3 separate regions of the Mus musculus genome follow, and regions 1 and 2 are each linked to region 3. A link is a contact called in public Hi-C data. All regions are on one chromosome and are shown on one strand. The core of a region is the stretch at or near the end of the contact, and the rest is flanking DNA. Distances in the headings are between cores, read along the strand shown. Region 1 holds the start of Prrc2c (proline-rich coiled-coil 2C). Region 2 holds the start of Gorab (golgin, RAB6-interacting). Region 3 holds the start of Cop1 (COP1, E3 ubiquitin ligase).

Region 1 (2,901 bases), core at 153-2,652, 3.5 Mb after region 3:
AAAAAAACCCAAAAGCTTATTATGACAAATTCATCCCAGAAAAATCATATAAAAACTTCTTTTCTATATGCAAACTCAATCTATTTCTAATTTTTGGAGAATCAATGCATTTGGAGCCAGCCAGAAAAGATGCTGCAGTGCATCTGTGACACACACCTAAAAATGGCTCCAGCCAAAGCAGCATCTTAATGACCAACATGGAAGCTTAAATCTACTTTTAAAAAATGCTAGAGGTCAGACGTGGTGGCCGCTTCATACCACCCTCTCTGTAACGTCTATTAGCGGGAATTGACTCCTGAGCACTCGATGAAGCAAGCATCTTCCGATTCTTCTGGTGCATTCCCAAAGAGAAACCCTAACAGGAGGGCCGCCTACTGTACAATTCTAAGTATCCTGCTGGGGTATGAATTTATGAACCGAGGTTGAAGACCAGCCAATGCGGAAATCCGGGTAGTTTTAAGAGTCAGGAATTACTAGGCAAGTTGGATCCCCCCACCCCAAAGATCTTGAACACACTTCAAACAAATATACATCCCCTTTAAAGAGATCAGAGCGGTCCTTATATGCAAAATCAAGCAAGAGTCCTCACTGGCTCCCATGCTATTTTTCTTCGGTCTTAACTAGGGTCTCTACTCTAGCAACCAGTAATACTAAACGCTCTCTCTGAAAATCAGGCAGCAGCCGAGCCGTATTCCCACAAATGCCGGGCTGGAGCGGCCTAGAGGGAGGAAAAGACTACTCAAATCCTCCAAGAAGTTGTTCAGCTTGTCCCCAGCGGAAGTGGGGTTCGTTGGTCCTGGGTCCTGGTAGAGCCTCTACGACCGCCCTGGACTACACACCGCTGGCTGCAAACGCCAGCCATCACCACAGGAGCATCCGCAGGCACTAAGAGCGCTCGGAGCCGCCACGGGCACCGTCCTCCACGCCGTGGAAAAACGGCGCGCGCAGGCCCCGCGCGGGCGGAGGCTCCCTCGGCCATCGCAGGGCCGCCCCGCCGCAGCACACGCCGCGCACATGGGCGACGAGCCCTGCTCCGGATCTCCGCGGACAGCACGACGCCGGGAGCCCAGGGAGAGACGCCGCGGGCCCCCAGGCCTGGCTCCAGCGCCCGTGCCTTCCCTCCCTCCTCCATCGGGCCTCTTCACGGTCCGGACGCCCTCGCTCTCCTTACCCGCCAGGGTTGAGAACCAAGTCTGCGCGCTTCCAAGGGGCTCGCCCCGGACGGATCAGGGTCAGGGGAGGGGAGATTGCCTCGAGAGACCGTCCGCAGGGCCGCTCGGTCCCGAAAGCCCGAGCCACCGCCGTACAAACCGCCAAAGCACTTTCGCTACCTCCTGAGAGGGTGAGAGCGAGCGAGAAAAAGAAGCAAGATGGCGGCTAGCCAGCCCCTACGTGCTACGTCATGACGTTGCGTACGTAAGGCAAATCTCCGCAAGACCGCCCCGGGGGGGGTGGAGGGGTTGAGGCTGCGGGGTCACGTGACAGCCTCCGCCGCTTCTCGACTGCGGCGGAGGGCAACGCTACCTCCTACTGGAAGGAGGGAGTTCGTCAAGCAGAGCCATTTCGGAGACAAAGCTTTTCCACCTGGGAAGATTCCAAAAACCTTGAGCCCTCCGTGAGGAATCACGACTTGGTTTGTCTCCGTGCATTGACAACAACTGATGGAGGAACATAAACGTTTACAACCTGCGCTTTGACCGAATGTTCTTAGGGGGGGGGGGGGGGCAAAGTGAGGGGCCATGGTGTGGTGGCAATTTGAGAAGACCGAAGTTACCTCGGAGTGAAAAAAATAATCCAAGTGTTAGGGACAAAAGCGACTGGCGTGCTTTGCTGAGGCCACCTTCGGCATTTGTAATTTTGGTGTAAAATAAGGCACTGTTTATTTCTGACTCCTCTGGCAATGTTTACCTCTTGGAACAACTACCTAACAGAGAAAACTAACAGTTAAGAGTCACTCATGCAGGCCGGGCCGTGGTGGTGTACGCCTTTAATCCCAGCACTTGGGAGGCAGAGGCAGGTGGATTTCTGAGTTCAAGGCCAGCCTGGTCTACAAAGTGAGTTCCAGGACAGCCATGGCTATACAGAGAAACCCTGTCTCGAAAGCCAAAAAAAAAAAAAAAAAAAAAAAAAGAGTCATTCATGCAGATGTTTACTAGGTAAGTGTATAGTAGAGACAAGGCAGTACCCGAAGTGAGGAAGGAAAATGATAATATTCTACCTGGGGGCTGAGCATGTACCTCAGTGCCGCGTAGTATCTTGTCACATATATGCAAGTCTCTAGGTTTGGTCTTCCTTTCCCCAACGGAAAGAAGGTAATCCACGAGTATGTGATATTTCTCTACTTTATGAGATATCTATAGTGTATAATAAATCCAAAGATTCTTGTCCTGGTCTGAGTAAACTCCTCCGCTTGCAACTGGCATGTATTCATGGGGTGATACCACAACGTTAGAACAACCATAAAATAATAGCGCAGTAACCACAAGTAACTTCTTCCCCAATTGACATTTGTGATCATTTGTTTTAGATTTTGTTTGCTTTGCATTTCTGGGGCTCGAATCTGGGGCTTGCCTTCAACATGTTAGGCAAGTGCTAATCCAACTGAACTATAACCCTTAGCCCCTTCAGAGACCTTCCAAAATGAGACATAATTTGCTGATTGATAGAACAGGACAGAGAGAGGCCTGTCTTTTCACCAAGAAAACACCTTGGTTATTTTCCCACAATCCATTAGAACCAGTCTTCTGTATCCTGGACTTGAAGTATCTTTCTTGAGCAATGCAGGATCCCTCCAACAATCAAATATGCTGACATCTACCTGGTTATGAGACTGACATGTACAAACAGAATATTAATTCATGAGTTTCTAAGAGTTGTGCATTAGGGTTCTCTAGAGTAACA
Region 2 (2,700 bases), core at 186-2,685, 4.2 Mb after region 3:
CTAAGGGCAAAGATGTCCTGCTACTTTTGACATCTCTAAGGCAGACGTTGTGCTTCATGGCAGGTTAGCATTCCCCATGACAAGGACGGAAGAGGCCCCTGGACCAGACAACACACCTGATTCAAATACTGAGAACTGAGTCAGATCAGATCTAGGTGCCTGCATTTGTACATATAGGTATATGAATGGAGAATGAGTTACAGAAGGAAAGAACCTGAAAACAGCCAGCTGGACAGAATCAGTTGGAACACATCTGACATGATAATTCCATGACAGTACTAAGAAAGATCAGCCAGTCCAGTCTTCCCCACATTGACCCCATGTTAGTAATTTACTTCCTTCTGCACCTGTCAGTCCTAGATAATTCACATATCTAGGCTAAATATTCCAAGTACCCAAGACATATCCAGATATCTCACAAACTATAGACATGGAAGAATTTAATTTTATCCTTAAGGTACTTTTTAAAATGTTGCCAAGAGTGGCACAAAGTTCTCACAGAAGTGATGGGCATTTCCAAGCCTACCACAGACATTTTTGTGAAATTGCAATCACAGGTCAAGAGCATTTTACATCCTTTCCTACCAAGTACTGGAAAACTTAATAAATCAGAAGCAGCGTTATCGCAAGCCCATACAGTGATCTATAATTATTCCAGAAAGCCCCCCGCCCCATCCGGGGCAGCAGATTTCCACTGTCCCTGAAGGCAGAAGAGACAGACATGTAAGTGCACTGTGCATGTACACACAAATACACACACGCACTTCAAATCTAACCTCTCGAAAAGTCCTTTTAGTTTGCTGACTCCCAAGAACTGGAAAGAAATGCAAACTCATCTGGTAGCCAGAAGTAAAGGCAATGCGGATGGATCATAAATACCACTTCTTCTGCGTTGATTCACTCTCATGACACCTTTCCCAAATATCTGGTTTTATAAGTTCACAATTATGATGCTGTATATGCAGTATTAGTCTTCATTCACCCTGAACCCAAGTTTACAACCATTGGTTTGGGTTAAAAGCCTCCCTTAGGGGCCATTCAGGTGGTGGCTTCGCTTTCTCTTCCTAACCTCATTCCTTTTTACAGGAAAACATCAAATCATCAGAAAACAGATGCTAAAAGAGAAACCCCTGGGCCGTCCCTCTGGCCTCTGCAGCAAAGACACCTAGGGAATCCCACCACCCCTGTCCCCCAACTTGGAGTTCCAGCCCCCACGCCCCCTCGCCCACTAAGACGGCCTCCTGTCCTTCAGACTCGAGACTCCACACCCGCGCGCAAGTACACCTTACCTTTATTCTGCTTTAGTCTCCTCAGCTCTTCCTCAGAGAAGCCCGCCCAATCCTGAGCCATCCGCCTAGCCCTGGGCACCCAAAGAGTGCCCAAATCTCCGCGCGCAGACTGCCAACACAGCTCCACAGGCACATCCGGGTTCCTTCAGTGGCGCGGCGAACAGCCAATCAGCGTGCCGAACTGTGGCGCTAGGCCTCCCTCTGCATTCAGGGACCCGGTACCTGTGGGGCTGCCCCGAGCGATGCCTGAAAGCCTGACTCGGTGGACTACAAAAGCACGGCCTTCGCTTCCACTCACAGGCCTCTGCTACACGTTCCAGTTCTTCTTGCTTTATATCTTTGGGGGGAAGTGGGGGTTATGGGAATATGAGGAAGGGTTGAGGAAAACAGGTAGAGCGGCAGTGACAGAGGAGGCCTACAGGTCGGAACTGCCTGACTAGCTGGGCGGAGCCTGTATTGCCTGGGAGGTGGGCGGTACCGGAGCATCCTTGGCTTGTAGGTTCTAAGTCATGGAGAAACAGGGTGTAGGGTTGAGATTTAAGCATTGGCCAGTTCACTTCTAGACAATAACATCTAGCAGATTTCGATTTCTTGTTTCTATGATGAATGAGTCTAAGAACCTAATCCTTATGCCAAGATATTTTGCTGGTCTCCTCCTGCCTATAGAAGTCCCTCAACACACCACACTCAAGTCCTAAATGGTGATTTTTTTTTCTTTTGTCTAAAGCTATCTTCTTGAGCTTCCATTTCTCCGTTTTAAGCAGAGTTTAGAAAATTAGAAGATGCAAAGCTTGTCCATGTATGTGTAGGTCAGCGTTTTTTAAACCATTTCTTTTTTTCATTATTTTTACTAAAAACAACTGAAAACATTACATTGGCTACATTGAAAATTTTTTTAAAGAATATTAATTTTCGACTCGAGAGTCAATATTTTTAATCAAGTTGAAGTAAAGGAGTATACTGGAAAATAAAATATGACACCAGCAATTGAAATGAGCAGTTCAGTTATATAAGTATCAGAAAAAAGTTTGACATCTTTCTTGTAATCTTTGAACTTTGAAATGTAACAGGTTTTCCAAAATTCAAGGATGCCACACATGCTTATCTTAAAGATGAGTTTATTTTCAATATATTTGAAAGGCAAAATACCATCCAAAAGGATTAGTTTCGTTCAAGTTTTGAACATAGACTAAATGTGTAAACAGATATACATTAACTCCAGAATAGAATGTATTAGTCACAATCTGGTAGTGGATTCAGCTTGCCCTCTGCACACAATAACCATTTACTAGTGACTCAACAACAATTTTAAACCTACTTGTGTGCTTTCTGTTACATTTTATTTATACATTTTCTATAAGACAAGATTTATCACTAATCTTAATAGAGTCAGTAATTATGGTATTTTAAA
Region 3 (2,700 bases), core at 190-2,689:
GTGGTCCAGTGACAGAAGGAATAAGGACAGTAGCCCTAAGTACTGTATCCCTAATCAGAGGATAAAGGAGCCTACAACAGATGCATCATCAGACTGGTAGACATCAGACACGTTGAATTCTATCTGCTTCATGTCCAGACAGAGGCTCTGACAAAAGTTGTCCTCCTAAACCGGCCAGGTTTAGACTTAGTTTTCATTTCCCAGGGGAACTAGGCGAGTATTGCTGCTTCAATGCCAACAAAGACGGAGTTATCAATGAGGTTTTACAAAAGGTTGGAGATAATTTAGATAAGTGACATCAGGGACAAGAAGCAAATAATTTCTGGTACTATAAAATGTTTGATTTGAAAGAGTAATAAAGACAAAATTCTAGGCCTTTGGGCCCAGGCTTGGGAATTTTGCCTTTGTGACTCAATGCTCCAAGGTATGCTAATCATAAAACAGATATCAACATTCCTCCACCCATCAGCTTCCTGGGTTCAAAGAGTGTTAATTCAAAGAAAGTCACCCTGACCATTGCTGGAACCCACTATGCAAAGGTGCTATTGCTAGGGGCTCTTAGATTGTTAGGGGCTCTTAGAAACTGTCTTGAGAGATAACCTGACACTTGTGACTTTGTACTTCCTTGTGACTCTTAACTGGTATTTTTGGTATTTTCCAACAACGCCCTTCCCACCTCCTTAAGTTGTGGTTTCTTCCTTTAAATACCCCCTAACCCAGCTACTCGGGGCGCCACGGTCCTCTACCCCTGCGTGGTGTATGACCGTGGGCCGAGAGCGCTCTTGAATAAAAATCCTCTTGCAATTTGCAGCAAGACCGTTTCTCGTTGGTGATTTTGGGGTGTCGCCTCTCCTGAGTCAGAACGTGGGGAAGTCCTCACGTTGTGGCTCTTTCAGATTGAAACCTAAGGCTTGTAACCCTTTTTCACTGCCCTGGCCCCTTACTCCTCCTAACAGGACTTCAAAATCTAAACAGAAAAAAAAAATCTAAACGAAAACAAATTATATTCCTGCCACACAATCGGGAAAAAGCGCGAAGCCGCAAGAGAACACAAGTGAGCTTAGTATTTTCCAGATAATAATCCATAGCCGCATGCGCGCTCGCTCACACGCATGCGCAACACCACTGCTCCGTACCGCCGCAGTTTTAGCTGGGCAATCCGCCAGCGTCCACCCGGGGCACGCTTAAGCAGTTGCTTTTCGAGCGTTCCCGGTCCACTAGACCAGATTCCCCGTCCTTTCCCCTTCCACCCTTTGGCTCCATGAAAACGGCCATCTCTCTACTACGTCAGAAAGGAAATCAGCTTTCCACTCGGAGAACTACACGCTCGGCATCTCCGTACAGCCCGGCGCCGGCGCCGGCGCCTGCGCGCGCAGCTGCTCCGCTGCCCCGCCCCTTCCGCCGCTCATGCGCAAGCCCGACCGCCTCGGCGCGCCCGGGTTGGCTGCCCCGGCGGCCTCCTCGGCAGTCATGGCTCCTCGGATGTGATAGTTTCCCCCGCCCCCTCGCGTAGGACGCGGCGGCGGGGCGGCGGTGGGAAGCCTAACTTTATTGTTCCCCCGGCCCGTCTCCCGGCGCGTCCTCAGGATGCTCGGGAGCTGAGCGCCGGGGGCGGCGGAGGGTCGCGGTCTGTCCGGGCCCTCGCCTCGGAGCGCAGGGCCAAGGGAGGGAGTCACGATGTCAGGTAGCCGCCAGGCCGGCTCGGGTTCCGCTGGGACGAGCCCCGGCTCCTCGGCCGCCTCCTCGGTGACTTCCGCCTCCTCGTCCTTATCCTCGTCTCCGTCGCCGCCGTCCGTGGCGGCCTCGGCGGCGACGCTGGTGTCCGGCGGCGTGGCTCCGGCCGCGGGCTCCGGCGGCCTCGGCGGCCCGGGGCGGCCTGTGCTGGTGGCGGCCGCGGTGTCTGGCAGCGCGAGCGCCGGCGGGGCGGTGTCCGCGGGCCAGTCCCGGCTCAGCTGCGCGGCCAGGCCCAGCGCCGGCGTTGGAGGGAGCAGCTCCAGCCTCGGCAGTAGCAGTAGGAAGCGACCTCTGCTCGTCCCGCTTTGTAACGGGCTCCTCAACTCCTACGAGGACAAAAGCAACGACTTCGTCTGGTGGGTTTGCATAGCAGCCCCTGCGTGCATGACCACGAGTTTCTGCTGCTGAGCCTGGCGGGGTCCCGTGGAGGGAGGCCTGTTGGAGGTGCTGGGATTCGAACCTAGAGAGTTGAGTGTTTGCAGAGTTAAGGTTCCCGGTTGGGAGGTGGAGCTGGACTGGGATCCTTAGGCAAAGTGGTGAAATGGGATTGCACAGAAGTGGGTGCTGGTGTCCAGGAACTGAAGGCATTTAAGGGAGTGCTTAAGGATAAAGATGGAGGTCCAGTAAGTGGTTATTAGAAAGGAAGTATTCGGGGTAGGAGGTTAAATCCCTTCTGGTTTTTGTTTTTGTTTTCTTTCTTTTTTTGGCCATCTAGTGGACGAAGTATCAGTCAGGAGTAGTTCATGATTTTCGGAGGTAGAAGACTAGTTAGTGCCTGGTGATTCTGAGGTGTGGGATTGCTGGTCAACACTATATTGTAAAAAAGTAGATGGTGCTCGAAACCTGGTTGGTGATGCTTTACGAAGTTATTTTTGCCCATCCTGCGTTGGAATATGAATTTGAATAGATAGGACACTTGTAATACTGTTAATAATTTTGTAGTCAAAGTTTGTTCACACCCAATTC

What was found. Hi-C and Micro-C count contacts between places; a contact is called where the count stands out from the background.
Region 1: a Hi-C map of B cells shows a contact between it and region 3, with 6 read pairs. The contact joins the promoter of Prrc2c here to the promoter of Cop1 in region 3. A contact is called at or near these places in 1 of 39 promoter capture datasets (pre-B cells) and 1 of 484 Hi-C or Micro-C datasets (B cells).
Region 2: a Hi-C map of CD8 T cells shows a contact between it and region 3, with 4 times the contacts expected there. The contact joins the promoter of Gorab here to the promoter of Cop1 in region 3. A contact is called at or near these places in 2 of 484 Hi-C or Micro-C datasets (CD4 T cells and CD8 T cells).

The regions. Positions count from the first base shown.
Region 1 is chr1:162,739,154-162,742,054 of GRCm38.p6, forward strand. It overlaps Prrc2c (proline-rich coiled-coil 2C), which reads right to left and starts at 1,403. Exons shown (of 35, transcript NM_001081290.1): 1 at 1,172-1,403.
Region 2 is chr1:163,402,234-163,404,933 of GRCm38.p6, forward strand. Gorab (golgin, RAB6-interacting) reads right to left here and starts at 1,436. Exons shown (of 5, transcript NM_178883.6): 1 at 1,290-1,436. The coding sequence starts at 1,350. It overlaps Gm24940 (a small nuclear RNA gene), which reads left to right and starts at 50; the gene lies at 50-169.
Region 3 is chr1:159,230,761-159,233,460 of GRCm38.p6, forward strand. It overlaps Cop1 (COP1, E3 ubiquitin ligase), which reads left to right and starts at 1,440. Exons shown (of 20, transcript NM_011931.4): 1 at 1,440-2,090. The coding sequence starts at 1,678.